Linked DNA regions of Triticum aestivum: region 1 is linked to region 2. A link is a contact called in public Hi-C data. All regions are on one chromosome and are shown on one strand. The core of a region is the stretch at or near the end of the contact, and the rest is flanking DNA. Distances in the headings are between cores, read along the strand shown. Region 1 holds the start of LOC123169481 (ubiquitin-conjugating enzyme E2 28). Region 2 holds the start of LOC123164636 (BTB/POZ domain-containing protein POB1).

Region 1 (6,313 bases), core at 1,865-4,364, 620 kb before region 2:
CCAATTTGTCCGTAGCATCCAGAAACATCCAGTAAATAAGAGACAAATACGAGGACACCAATCAGGTCAAGCAACGGAACAACTTTAGTTTCGGTTCCCATCTCTATTAATTTGTTGGATGGGTGCACCCATAGACCCATAGAGGCCTTCTGCCATCACTTCACAATATGACACTTGAATTCAGTCAGGTAGGTGGACAGTACAATCCCATATAGCAGCAGCAGAACAGGAACAAAGATACATTAGGTGTAACAAGCGAAGATGGCCCCAACATCATCCTCCAAGCGCGGCTCCAGGGTCAGCCCATTGCATACTTCTGGGTCCAGCTCCTCGCTGTGGACTCATACTTCGCACGGTCGCTCTTGTACATGTGTGCAATCTCCGGAACCAACGGGTCGTCGGGGTTTGGGTCCGTTAGTAGAGAGCAGATTGAAAGGAGCACCTGGAAATAGGGGCTTGTCAGATAAACGTGCAACCGGAGAACGAATGCTGCTGCAAGGTTACTGCACAGATAGTTTAATTTTAACATGCTTTGGCTAAGCTGTAAGAATTAAAACTGCTGGAACTCCAGCTCAATGACAGGCATCACATTCACGACCGAGTTTGTTACAAAACCATGAAAAGAAAGAATTGTGTCACCTTTGAAACTGTCAATGCAGGGCTCCATTGCTCCTTCAAGATATCAAGACAGATGCTCCCATTGCTGTTGATATTTGGGTGGAAAACCTTTGTTTTAAATGCAACCTGGAAAATTGTTTCCATCATAATTTAGCTAGAGGGAATGCGGAGCTCAAGACAAGCATTTCAGATTTACTTGAAATGTTAAAAGACATTTGGCAAAGCAGTTGCAACTACTTAGATCATTGCTATAGCACAAATATTTTATCTACAAGTACTAGCATGGAACAGAAAAATAACATGAAACCCTCTCCTAGTCAACCTTTCCACCACATGGAAGTAATCATTGTTATGTAACATGCATCTCAATTATCATACTAGAGCATTTTTTCAATAAGCACAATTTGATCATCACAACTTTACTAGAGCATGCATCATGCAAGAATCATCCACTGTACACGCAAAGGACAGGAGTTGTGATAATACTAGCTTTTGATATACAGGTCCAGTGATCGACACACAAACATAGAAGGGATATGCTAATAGATGAACCATTCCCCTGACTCTGGGCTAGACAACTTTACAGTTTTGTCTGATAGGCTGGCAGTAGTATTTAAGCTTGAATCAAAAATTTGATGAGAATTAATGCAAGACGTTGGCAAGGAAGTTTCTTATAACAGGGCTTTGGGAAACCTCAAAAAGCTAGAGAGTTGAAAAGGCAGCACTCCTGTATCATCCTAGGAATAATTTCAGATCGTTGCATACACTCGACTGCATACCTTGGGTGGCTTGAATGGGTAGTCTGGGGGGAAGTGAATAGTAACCAAAAATACACCACCAGCATATGGGCTTTCCGATGGACCCATGATCGTCGCTTGCCAGTGGAACATATCTTCCGCCACAGGGCCTGTTCCGTGAAAACCAGATGTTTTAGTCACACAATGGAACCTCAATATAAATTCCCATAGTGCTATTGCACGCAATGGGCTAAGCAATGATACTTCAACAAGAGGACAGTGACAACACATTACTAGCAAAGCTTAGCAGACCACCACAGAAGAACTTTCAAGGTTAGGATGGTCAGCAATGCTTGACTACGACCATGCATATTCATGGGTACCCCACGCATCCAGACATGAACTACTCACTACACATAACCTCAAGTGTTTTTTATCCCATCAACATGTAATGATGTAGCGAGTGATTACTTGTTCAAAACGGCGAAACTACTACTTTAAACAGGGAGTCCAGATGCATAACAGCGTAAGAATTAATAACTGTAGATTATATCAAAACTGCCCTGATCATTTTTAGTGCCTATCAGCAGCTAGAAGCATTTTTGCCGTACCATTGGTAAAATGGTAGGCAAGTGTGACATTTTCGATAAAGGCACGGTTACAACACATTATTAGTAGCAAAGTTTAGCAGTTCAGGAATGCTTGACTACACGCATGCGTAGTCATGTACTCCAGAGGTTAGGATGTTCTGGAATGCTGCTTGAGCGTCCACCCAAGAACAACCATCAATATGTAATAATGACAATGCAATGACTGATTACGTGTTCAAAAGGGGGAAAGTACAATGTTAAACCGGGAGTCCAGAAATGGAAGAAATGAAGAAACTGTAGGTTACATCACAACAGTAGTAACCATTTTTAGTGCCTATCGGTAGCTAGAGGAATTTTTGCCAAACCGTTGTAATTGGTAGGCTAGCATGACTATTTGCAGTAGGTGTTTGGTCCACTGCCAATGTTTTTCCTTCAGGAACAGTACAACTACCATTTTATGTGTGCCAGTAGGCTAACTGTATTGGCTCATGAGCATGGGATATCCGGCGACCAATTTGCTCCACAACGGTTTGCCCTCCCTTTCAGATCCCCGCCGGTTACTGCAATTTCTAACGGTTCTACACAGGAATTTCCAAAAGCAGCATGTGTCTAGCAAATAAGTAGATCTTCTTAATTAATCGAGATACATATATCTAGCAACGAGGCCACGAAAACGACAAATCATCACACATGCATCTGTCACCGGGACGAGGGATCTTCCGGGGGTTGGTGGTAAATAAGTAGAGCTAGCTGGTAATAAATAAGTAGATCTGGCGGCAGAAATTACCGGCGCTGCAGGAGGTGGGGGGATCCCTCTGCAGGTCCTTGAGCTCCTTGAGGATCCGCTTGGACGCCATGGGGACGGGGCTGCCGGCTAATCAAGCGGCGGAGCTAGTTGCGATTCCGATCGGAATCGAGAGGGAGGAGGAAGTGGGACGGAGTGGGGAATAGATCGACGGGGAGCGCGTATAAGTAGTCGGGGAGGGATGGCGTGCGGAGGAGAGGAGAGGAGATTGGGTTGGGTTGGAGCGGAGGATGGTCACGGCACGCAGGGCGGTCTCCGGAAGCTTCCGGCCTGGGTGGAGCACGCGGTATTGCGTACTGGCGGCCAGGCCACACTGCTGGCTGGCTACGGTGGCCGGGTGCGCGGTCGGTCGCGTTAGACGGACGCGGCTTTCCCCGCGAGAGAGGGGAGGGTGTGGGGAAACGGGTCGGCGACGCGTCTGGTTCTCCTTCTTTTCCCTAGCTTTTCCTGGGTCCGGCCTCTTTTTTTCTTTTTCTTGCTCGACCACATGCCACTAGCACTGGGTTTTTTTCCTCTAGGGTTTCCCTTGGTCCCAAATATCCTCCGGCGGAGCCACCGCCAAAGTACCCTAGATACCGATCAGTTCCATATTTCTTCATGTCGGAAGGAGGCGGGCGTGGATCACAGTGGCAAATACTTGTTGCCTGTATTCCTCTGTAACGGACCGGGGATGATGGAGATCGTCGATCTGGAGTAGGTGAGAGGAGCAGAAGGGGGATGAGGCTTGGAGAGGAAGGAGGTTGGGATTGTAGAGGAAAGTTTAGGTTATAGAAAGAAAGTTCACCAGGCATGTCTCGCTCGGCCACAGGCGACCCCTTTTTAACTCGCACGCACACGCGAGTTCCACACGTCGGATGTGCCGTGTCACACTGACCATGGGTTGGTTAGGTGTGACACTCTCCCCTCCTTAAGCAGCTTCGTCTTCCACCCAAATTGGAGCCGCCGGATAGCGCTAGCACAGAACCTCGTAGTCTTCCTACGTCGTTGTGTCGGGAGATCCGGTGCTCTGAACCTTGAGCTGGACTACCGGCGCATCGCCATGCTTCATCATGCGCCGGTCTAGGATACACGAGGGCTCGGCCAATGTACCAGAGAGGTCTTGACGCGGGGCAGTTCTGCGAACACCGGGGTATAGTCCGGCGTGAAGGGCTTCAGTCGGGACATGTGGAAGACGGGATGGATGCGGCTTGTTGACGGCACGTCCAGCTTGCTTGCCATTGGTCCGATGCGCTCCAACACGATGTACGGCCCGAAGAATTTGAAGGCGAGCTTGGCTCGGGGGCGGCTACCACGGGCTGCTGGACTTACGGCTGCAACTTCAAAAGAACTTGCTCCCCGACCTGGAAGCTTCGATCCTAGAGATTTCGGTCGGCCTGCTTCTTGACACAGCGCTGCGCACGCTTGAGCATGCGCGGATGAGGGTGGCGTGCGTCGTCCAATCCAGATCTCTCCAGTCAGGGGCGTCTCGGACCAAATCCTGTGGCACCCAGGTTGGCCTCCTTGCCACACAGTGCCTTGAAGGGAGTACAATTGAGCGCGGAGTGGAATGTGGAGTTGTACCAAAACTCCGCCATGGGCAGCCAACGGCGCCATTTGCGCAGCGAGTTGTGCACCATGCATCGTAGGTACATCTCAATGCACTGGTTCACGTGCTCGCTCTGGCCGTCCGTCTGGGGGTAGTAGGCGGTGGAGTAGAGCAACCTCGTGCTGGCGCCGACAAGCATTTCCCGCCACAAGTTGCTGGTGAAGACTTTGTCGCGGTCGAAGATGGTGGAGGACGGCACGCCGTGGAGCTTGACCACATTATCCTAGAACGCGCGCGCCACTTGCGTCGCATTGAAGGGGTAGAGGAGGGGAACGAAGTGAGCGAACTTGGTGAACCGATCCACCATCATGATGGAGTCGAAGCCCTCGGATGTAAGCAGACCCTCCACAAAATCCATGGTGAGGTCCTCCCATGGCATCGCTGGAATGGGGAGGGGCGCCAGGAGGCCGGCAGGTTTGGTGTGTTCGTGCTTGGCCTGTTGGCACACTGTGCTCTAGTGCACGAACTCGTCGACGTCCTTCTTTAGGCCCCGCCAGTCGAAGTGCTTCTTGACGCCGTGATAGGTCGTCGTGGTGTCGAAGTGGCCGCCCACCGCGCTGCTGTGCAGGGCGGCGATGAGATTGGTGCACAGGGCTATGTTTGCCCCGATCAAGGGACGACCTTGGCAGCAGATGAGGCCACGGTGGACCTTGTAGCCGTCGTCGTCCTGGTTGTGGATGGCGAGTTGCTGGAGCCGATCCTACGCGTCAGGGTCCGTCTCGTAGGAGTTGGCCACCTCCTGTAGCCAGGTCGGTTGGCATACCAAGAGCGCGACGAGATCAAGGTGTTTGCTGACGCGCGACAGCGCATCTGCCGCCCCTTGTCGAGTCTGCGCTTGTACTAGAAGCAGAATTGGAGACCCACCAGCTTGGACATCGCCTTGCGTTGCAAATCTCTAGATGTTGTTCTCCCAGATTGCAGAGGCTCTTGTTATCGGTGAGGATGTCGAACGGACCGCGTTGCAGGTACTTCCGCCACTTGTCGATAGCTATCATCATGGCGAGAAATTCCTTCCCGTACGTGGAGAGCTTTTGGTTGCGCACGCCGAGAGCCTTGCTGAAGTAGGCCACGGGTTGGTTGGCGACCGTCTCGTTCATGAACGGGCACTTGAAATTGGGCAGAGCCAACACGGGAGTGGTAACCATCACTTCCTTGAGCATGTAGAACACCGTCGCGGCTTGCTCGTTGATACGTCCATTTTGCATCATGTTTCCCTATTGTTATTTATGATGTTTTTGGCCAATATAACACTTTGTAGTGCCATTCTAATGCCTTTTCTCTCTTAATTTGCAAGATTTACATGAAGAGGGAGATTGCCGGCAGCTGGAATTTTGGGCTTGAAAAAGGTATGCCGAAGCTACCTATTCTGCACATCTCCAGATGAGCTGAAATTTCACGGGGAATTGTTTTGGAATAAATAAAAAATACTGGAAGAAAGAAATAGCAGAGAGGGCCACCCAGGTGCCCACGAGGCACCAAGGCGCGCCCTGGCGGCTCGTGGGGCCCCTGGCCAGCCTCCGGTGCGCATCTTCTGGTTGAAAGCACAAGTGCTCCCTGGGTGATTTTGGTAATTAATGTCAACATATCTCTTGTTGGACTAATACTTTCATCTAGTATATTTCAGATAAGTTCAATATTGGAGTGGCATGGACAAGAGGATGTGGAACCCCCTCTAGATGCTAAGGACAGAAGATTGGCAAAAGTTCAAGACTCTACATTTTCATTCTAGTGGTCCAAGATCACATTGAGTCCATAGGAAAGCCAATACTATTAAAAGGGGATGAGGTGTTGCTTAATGGCTTGCTTGATCAAAGTTCTTAGTGATATGCTCCAAAACCCTCAACCACTTTCTCATTTCCACATATGTCCTAAACCTAAAGTCAACTCGGCCCCACCGATTTGATCTATCCGGCGCCACCGAGTTCACTTGACATAGCCACTACCAGAAACACTAATCAGTTCGGTCTCACCGATGGGA
Region 2 (6,374 bases), core at 953-3,452:
GGAGTAATTAAAAGATATTCAATTGCACTAACCATCTTGTCCAATATCAGGTGGAGATTCTTCTATCATAGCTACAGGCTCCTCGTTGGTTTCCTCATAGGTATCACGTTCATCTGCTTCAATTTTGATGTTTGCTGGTTCTGACATATACTTTCCACATTCTGGGGGCATGAGATGATAGCAGGAGGTCATTGAAAATGGAAGTTATTGCACTCTAGAATAAGAACATGATTAAGAAAGTGTGAATAGTATAAGTGCATTGGCATCAGATCGTCATGACAGAAACATATTCTGATAAAGCAAAGCAAGAGTACAATAGTTTCAGATGACAATGACAGAAAAAGATCCAAGCAATAAAGCATAAATCCTAATAACAATATGAGGCCCATGAACAAGCATTAACGATGAATGCCTAGAGTGCACATTCAGAGCGAAGTTGGATGCAAGCAAAATATATTGGGTACTCCGAACTTTTCATGGGACGCTAATAGGATGTCAAATACTTCCTATGTCCGTGTTTATTAGGCCAGAGAACCAGTGAGCCGCATCCGGTCTTAATTAAGTGCAGATTTCGCAGGTTCCGTTGCTCGTTCCGTCCACTGATTGAGGGAGATAAATCTCCAGCCGCTACATGTGCGAGGTAGGCGAAACGGTTTCGCTAATTAATGCCGCTAGCCCATGTGTTCTAACAGGGCCAATTCAAAACTGGGCAACTACACGCGTTGTGCCTTGGTCCCAGCACTTCGCCCTGGTGGCCTAATAAACACAGACTGGGAGTAAGTAGTTAAGAGTAAGAACTTCTAACTTCATTACTGCTCCATCCTCCCCTTAATATACCCACTTTCATGCTTACTTTTCTCAAATATAGAAACTTAGAAGCATTATGTAACACCTAAAACCCTTGTTAGCCCATTACAACGAATGCATGCTCAGCTAAACGAGACATTGGACAACATCTGGCCGTACTATTAATCAGGCAATAACCAAACTAACTTCTGTCTATAGCTTATAACTTTATATACAACTTATTGCATCTACTGGGCTTGAGGTTGGTTCGGTTACGGTGCACAATGCTCTTTGCAAATTCAGGATCATACTAGGAGCAATGTCACAGAGTTTTCTTCTGCGGAATTAAGAGTTGAATAAGATCTTGCAAATAGAGTCCAGGATAAATCCCCTAAAATTCCACCCACCAATGTCATCTCCTGAACACGACGTTGCTAAGAAGATCATATTGTGGCTAAATTCCGTGTGGCAACAACTGAGAAATTCAAATCAAGGCAAACAACTAGGAAATCATAACTTCACTTCAATCAAAAGGAAAAGCTGCCTCACCATCTTTCTCCCACCTTATACCAAACGTAAGGCTTTTGATACCTAAATCCCCAACAGGCAATCAAAACAAATCAGCGGGAAAAGCAAGTAGTACTACCTCCATTTCCCAACTCCCCACCCACCCGCTGTCAAATCAGTACGAATACAAATTCAAACCCACCCACGCCCAAATCGCCCCGTACCGAAATGATGACGAGACGTAGACCAACCTTCCCCACCTTTCTCGAGGCGGAGGTCCTCCCTGCGGCGCTTGCGGTGGCGCGCCCAGTCGGCGATGGAGGAGCAGCCCTCGCCGGCGGCGCCCTTGGCCCCCGGCGCGTCGTCCCCGGCGACGATCTCGATCCGCAGGACCCGGTCGGAGAAGTTGACCGAGTTGAAGGCGAACTCGAAGCTCGGGCCGCCGCTCGCCCGCGAGAAGTCCGGGTCCATCCCGGCCACCACCGCCCCCTTCCTCCAATACCAATCCGGCCACGCCCGCCGCCTCACCTCCGCCGCTGCGCGCAGGCCGCAGAAGACATCATCACCGCCGTCGGAGCCGGAACCCTAGCCCGAGAGAAGGTTCCAGAAGGTCGCGGAAGCGGGGGCGTGGGGACAAGAGTGAGACGGAGAAGAGAGAGGCGTGGCTGTGGTGTGATGGGGAGGAAACCAGAGGGTGGTAAGCGTGAAACGGGTGCGGCGATTTGGGTGCAGAGACCGGCAGGCCGCTTAACTAGGAGGCGTGCGCCGTGGGTCCCGGCTGTCCGCGGGCCACGTTTCCCACACGTGGGGCCGGCGCGTCAGCGGAGGGTGAGGGTCTGGTCGGCGTCGGCGTCGCGATTCTGTGCCTTGCTTCGCTCGCGACGTGACCTGTGTTGCGTCTCTCCTTTCCTTTTAGACTACTAGTAGAGTGAGTAGAGTTGGGCTGGTTGCGGTTAGGAAGGGGGGACGCAGGCGGCAGGTCGACGGAGAGGACGTCAAAGCTTGCGGTTCGGAGGGGGTGGGTTTTGGTGTCACGGGTTTTTCCCCTTGTGGAGTAATCATCATCATTTTCTCATGGAGTACTTTCCTGTCCATGAACATGCATGGAGCATGATTTGGGCAACTGGGATTACTCTGATTGCAGAATGAGAGCATCGTATTGGATTTCGAACTGTTAGAGTAACTCGGTTTCCAGGGTATATTTTATGCCCTATTTTATGTTGCAACCTAAGAAAGCCTTAGGGCATCTCCAATGCAGTGACCCAAACAACACGAATTTTATTCGCTTTTTATTCTTTTAGGTCAACAAAATAGACAGCGGACATAGACGGACATGCGGACACAGCCCAACGGAGCTAACGCATTTTGGGACGGACATGCTCTTACCCAACTATCGCTCGGGGAGGAGGACGTCAAAGAGGTGTATACCCGATGCGGAGGGCACGCCGCCGCGCCTGATGTGGATGATGTTCTCCGCCACGGAGACGACATGGACAGCACCACCGAGCCTGCCGGCGATGCGGTTGTCGGGGCCACCGCGACGGCGGTCTCGAGGCCGGTCGGAGTGAGCGCCATCATGCTTCGTGCCTCCTCTGTCTCCCATCGGCGTGGTGGAGATATTTGTGCGGTTCATGGGTGGATGTGTGGACCGGGAGGGGAAAAATGAGGGAAGAGATTGAAAAAAAGACGGTGGGTGGTGGGCCAGGCCGGACAAAGAGGACACAGATGGACAACGCACGTTGTCCGCTTCGGATCCAAATTTGACCCAATTTTTGGGACAGAAATGAGTCCGAGACACACAAAGTGGACATAAAAACATAATGGCTCTCTGCATTGGGCTGCATTTTTTGTCTCTGTAGATCCAAATGGACGCCGGCGGATGAAATGGAGCCTTGCGTTGGAGTTGGCCTTAGAGCATCTACAACCATACATAGCTAATTTGAGTTGCCAAACGGGTCAGGCACGTTCGCAAACGGTGACCGGTCATACCCCATATTTCACCCCCAACGATCATAGTAGCCACTTCACGATTTGCATCTTCATACAAAAGCATGTACCGACATGATCTACGTACCAAGTACACTCCCACAACTACAATACTCGTCCCCCTCACTGGAGATGTTGATGAAGTTTGTGCCGAAGCCGCTGACCTAATGGTCATGGGCGGCTGGCGCACCTCCGGCTCCGCCTCCTCTTGCTCCTCGTCGGCCAAGATCTCGTTGAGCTCCACGTCTGCCTAGTGAGGAAGCGACGGTTGGCCTCCACCTCCGCCTCCGACTGGATGGAGTCGAGGATGGTTTGTTGCTCCATTGCGTCCTCTGCTTGGGCCACCTCGAACTCCGCCAGCGCGTTGGCAATGGTGAAGCCCGCAGACTGCCTCCTCCGCCTCCGGGTCCTCCAGGGTCTCCTCCTCCTCTGGCTCCGGCTCGGATGAATCCGGAGGCAGGCTGACTACGATCCGAGCTTCGTGCCTAGCCCGGTTCTCCTCCAACAGCTGCAAGCGTTGCTCCGGGGTGAGTATGGCGTAGATGGTGATCCTACTACGGGCCATGGCTAGCGGCTAACGATGACCGGATTGAAGGTGGCGGCGTGAAAGGAGGAGAGGGTAGAAATGCAGACAGGCTAGGGTTGGGTTGCCGTCGTCCAGCTTAAATAACCGTGCTTGGTCCTCAGGCGGCACGTCGTGCGACGCCACGCAGCACCATGAATGCATTCTCACTAAAAAATGAAGGAGGCGCCCTTCGGACTGATGGTTTCTATGAGTGTTCATGTGGGCCCTTGTGGTCAGTCCTACATGGTGGGCGTATCCGGGTGTCCCCACATCCGCCCCACATATGCACCGGTTATGAGAAGTGCCAGTCAACCAGGGTGTTTGAGCCAGATTTGCCAAATCTGGTTGGGCGGCTGTTTTCTGTGCGGTCGGGCAGGTCAGGCGTTTGACAGATACGAGGGCTCATGTAGATGCTATGAAGCCTTGTTTTTGGTGGGCTGGTTTTCGACGTGTGCAACCCCATGGATCCCATGCAAACCCTCACCCCCTGTAAACTCAACACGCCCTCTTCCCCTCGTGTATTCTCTACCCAAGCACAACTCTAATGCAAATTATAAGGGGTTGAGGGGATTAGGTGAAGGGAAAGGGTTCCACCAGATCCCTTCCCATCCCCGGCCCTCTTGCGTTGCGTTTGTAATTGTCGCGGTGGCTAATCTATTGATTAGCTTGGTGTGAAGTTGTACTACACTTGTTATTCGCATCAAGTTCTTAGTTTCCTGTACTTGATTTTCGCCTTTTATGAAAATATGGTATGCTTAGACTTACTCGAAAAAAAATTAGGTGAGAATCCTCCGGCGATTCTAAAAAAATGTGGCAATCAATCAACAGCCGTATTGCCAAATGACCAAACTTTTGCCAACATCGCCCAGCCGCAAACTAAACAAACAGAGCCTATAGCTATACCTGGCAGTTTCTAAAAGAAAATACAGTAAGGCCCTGCTTGGATCGTTGGTTGCCTCCCAAATACTCTTTCCGCCTCATAATATAAGAACGTTTTTGACACTGGCGTCAAAAAAGCTCTCATATAATGGGACGGGACGGAGGGAGTACCTCCGTAATCGATAGACCTCCAGCCATCGTTTCTATTCCAAACGGAAAACACACTACAGCCGGTAATTTACACCTGTAAATTAAATCCAGCTGTATAAACTTACACCGAATCCAAGCGGGGCCTAAGATGCAAAATCCATCGTTCGAAGTAACCTTTTTCTTTTCTATAGAACTGACTTGCTTATTGCCATCATTTAGCAAACGCTCTTTGTACCTTGACTACATTCTAGTACATGACACTATCCAAGCATGTCGTATGTCCCTGAAAGGATTACCATCAAAATGAGTAGAAATTTCAACAAACTGCAAATTTAACTCATGTAGCGCTACACATTAAGAAAAAACTTATGTGGCGCAACTACACCTTCACAGTTCATAAGATGTTACTTTTCAGTTTTCACAGTTCACAGATTTTGCTTCTCATTTCAAAAGTGTCTATTTTGGTGCTCAGGAAAAACATGTTTGAACCACACAAGATTTTCCACTATCTATGATTGCTTTATGGTCAGTTCTGCTCTCAGATGTAGAACTCCATCGATGAAGAAGAGGCTGTCATCAGCCATAAACGACGGCCAGGGAATTGCAAAGAGATTCCGGTAGCCAACTGCCTTTCCACCAGTGAAGGTGTAGTAACCCTTGTACTTGCTGACAAAATCGCCCGATGGCCTTGTCCTTGCAGCAAACTCATAGTCCACGGTGACACTCGTTGAGCCTTTCTCTTGCATCCCTAAGAAGAGACCAAAGCAGTGGAAAGCACTTTGCTGATCCATGTTGCAATGTGCTGACAGGAAGAATCCCTGTCCAGCAAGATGGAATGCTTGCGAGTAAATCCGCCCGGATGGGAAAAGTCGGCTACACTCCTCACGCTTCAGATCCAAGTATGCTATGCACTGAGGATATGGTTGATCAAATTCCACCACCTTAAGCGGGCGATACTTGTAAGCTCGTTCAGTATATTTCCTGCAAGTCAACACATCTGCAGCAAGGGCACGCTGTCGATGTGGTGCATCAGCTTTGTACAGGAGTGCATCAGTGACACTTTTCGATGCTTGCTCATGATCCAGATCACTGCACGCAAGGACCTTCCGCAACTTCCTGCAGGTCATATGAGAGAACCGAACGAGCGGCAGCAAGCGAGTACCCAAGATTTCACGTCTTTCTTCCGTTCTTGGGTACTGAGCACGAACCCACTTGATCACAAAGTCATAGACTGCATCCTCTGATGCCACCTGAAGGTCATTACTACATAGGATGGCTTCAATCCCAGCAAGGGGAATGTTCATCACTTCATCCTGAAACCTGGAAAGAGGAAGCATTCCTTTAGTTCAACAATGTTACTTTCAATAATTTAGTTGGCTCTTTAAATAAAGAGACTACCCACTTGGTCAGATCCTTGTATTTGTTAGCGAGGAATTCCTTGGCAGCATCAGTCAGTGGCTGAACTGCTGCAGCCATTGAAATGCTGGAAGGCAGATCTAGA

Evidence for each region. Hi-C and Micro-C count contacts between places; a contact is called where the count stands out from the background.
Region 1: a Hi-C map of leaf shows a contact between it and region 2, with 6 times the contacts expected there. The contact joins the promoter of LOC123169481 here to the promoter of LOC123164636 in region 2. A contact is called at or near these places in 2 of 5 Hi-C or Micro-C datasets (both in leaf) and 1 of 1 datasets of contacts at active chromatin or transcription factors (leaf).

Annotation. Positions count from the first base shown.
Region 1 is chr7D:429,652,355-429,658,667 of IWGSC CS RefSeq v2.1, reverse strand. LOC123169481 (ubiquitin-conjugating enzyme E2 28) reads right to left here and starts at 3,114. Exons shown (of 4, transcript XM_044587356.1): 1 at 2,733-3,114; 2 at 1,398-1,525; 3 at 640-744; 4 at 67-442. The coding sequence starts at 2,802. The coding sequence ends at 299.
Region 2 is chr7D:429,032,013-429,038,386 of IWGSC CS RefSeq v2.1, reverse strand. It overlaps LOC123164636 (BTB/POZ domain-containing protein POB1), which reads right to left and starts at 2,202. Exons shown (of 6, transcript XM_044582175.1): 1 at 1,518-2,202; 2 at 33-161. The coding sequence starts at 1,764. It overlaps LOC123164637 (BTB/POZ domain-containing protein POB1), which reads right to left. Exons shown (of 6, transcript XM_044582179.1): 5 at 6,276-6,374; 6 at 5,158-6,193. The coding sequence ends at 5,383.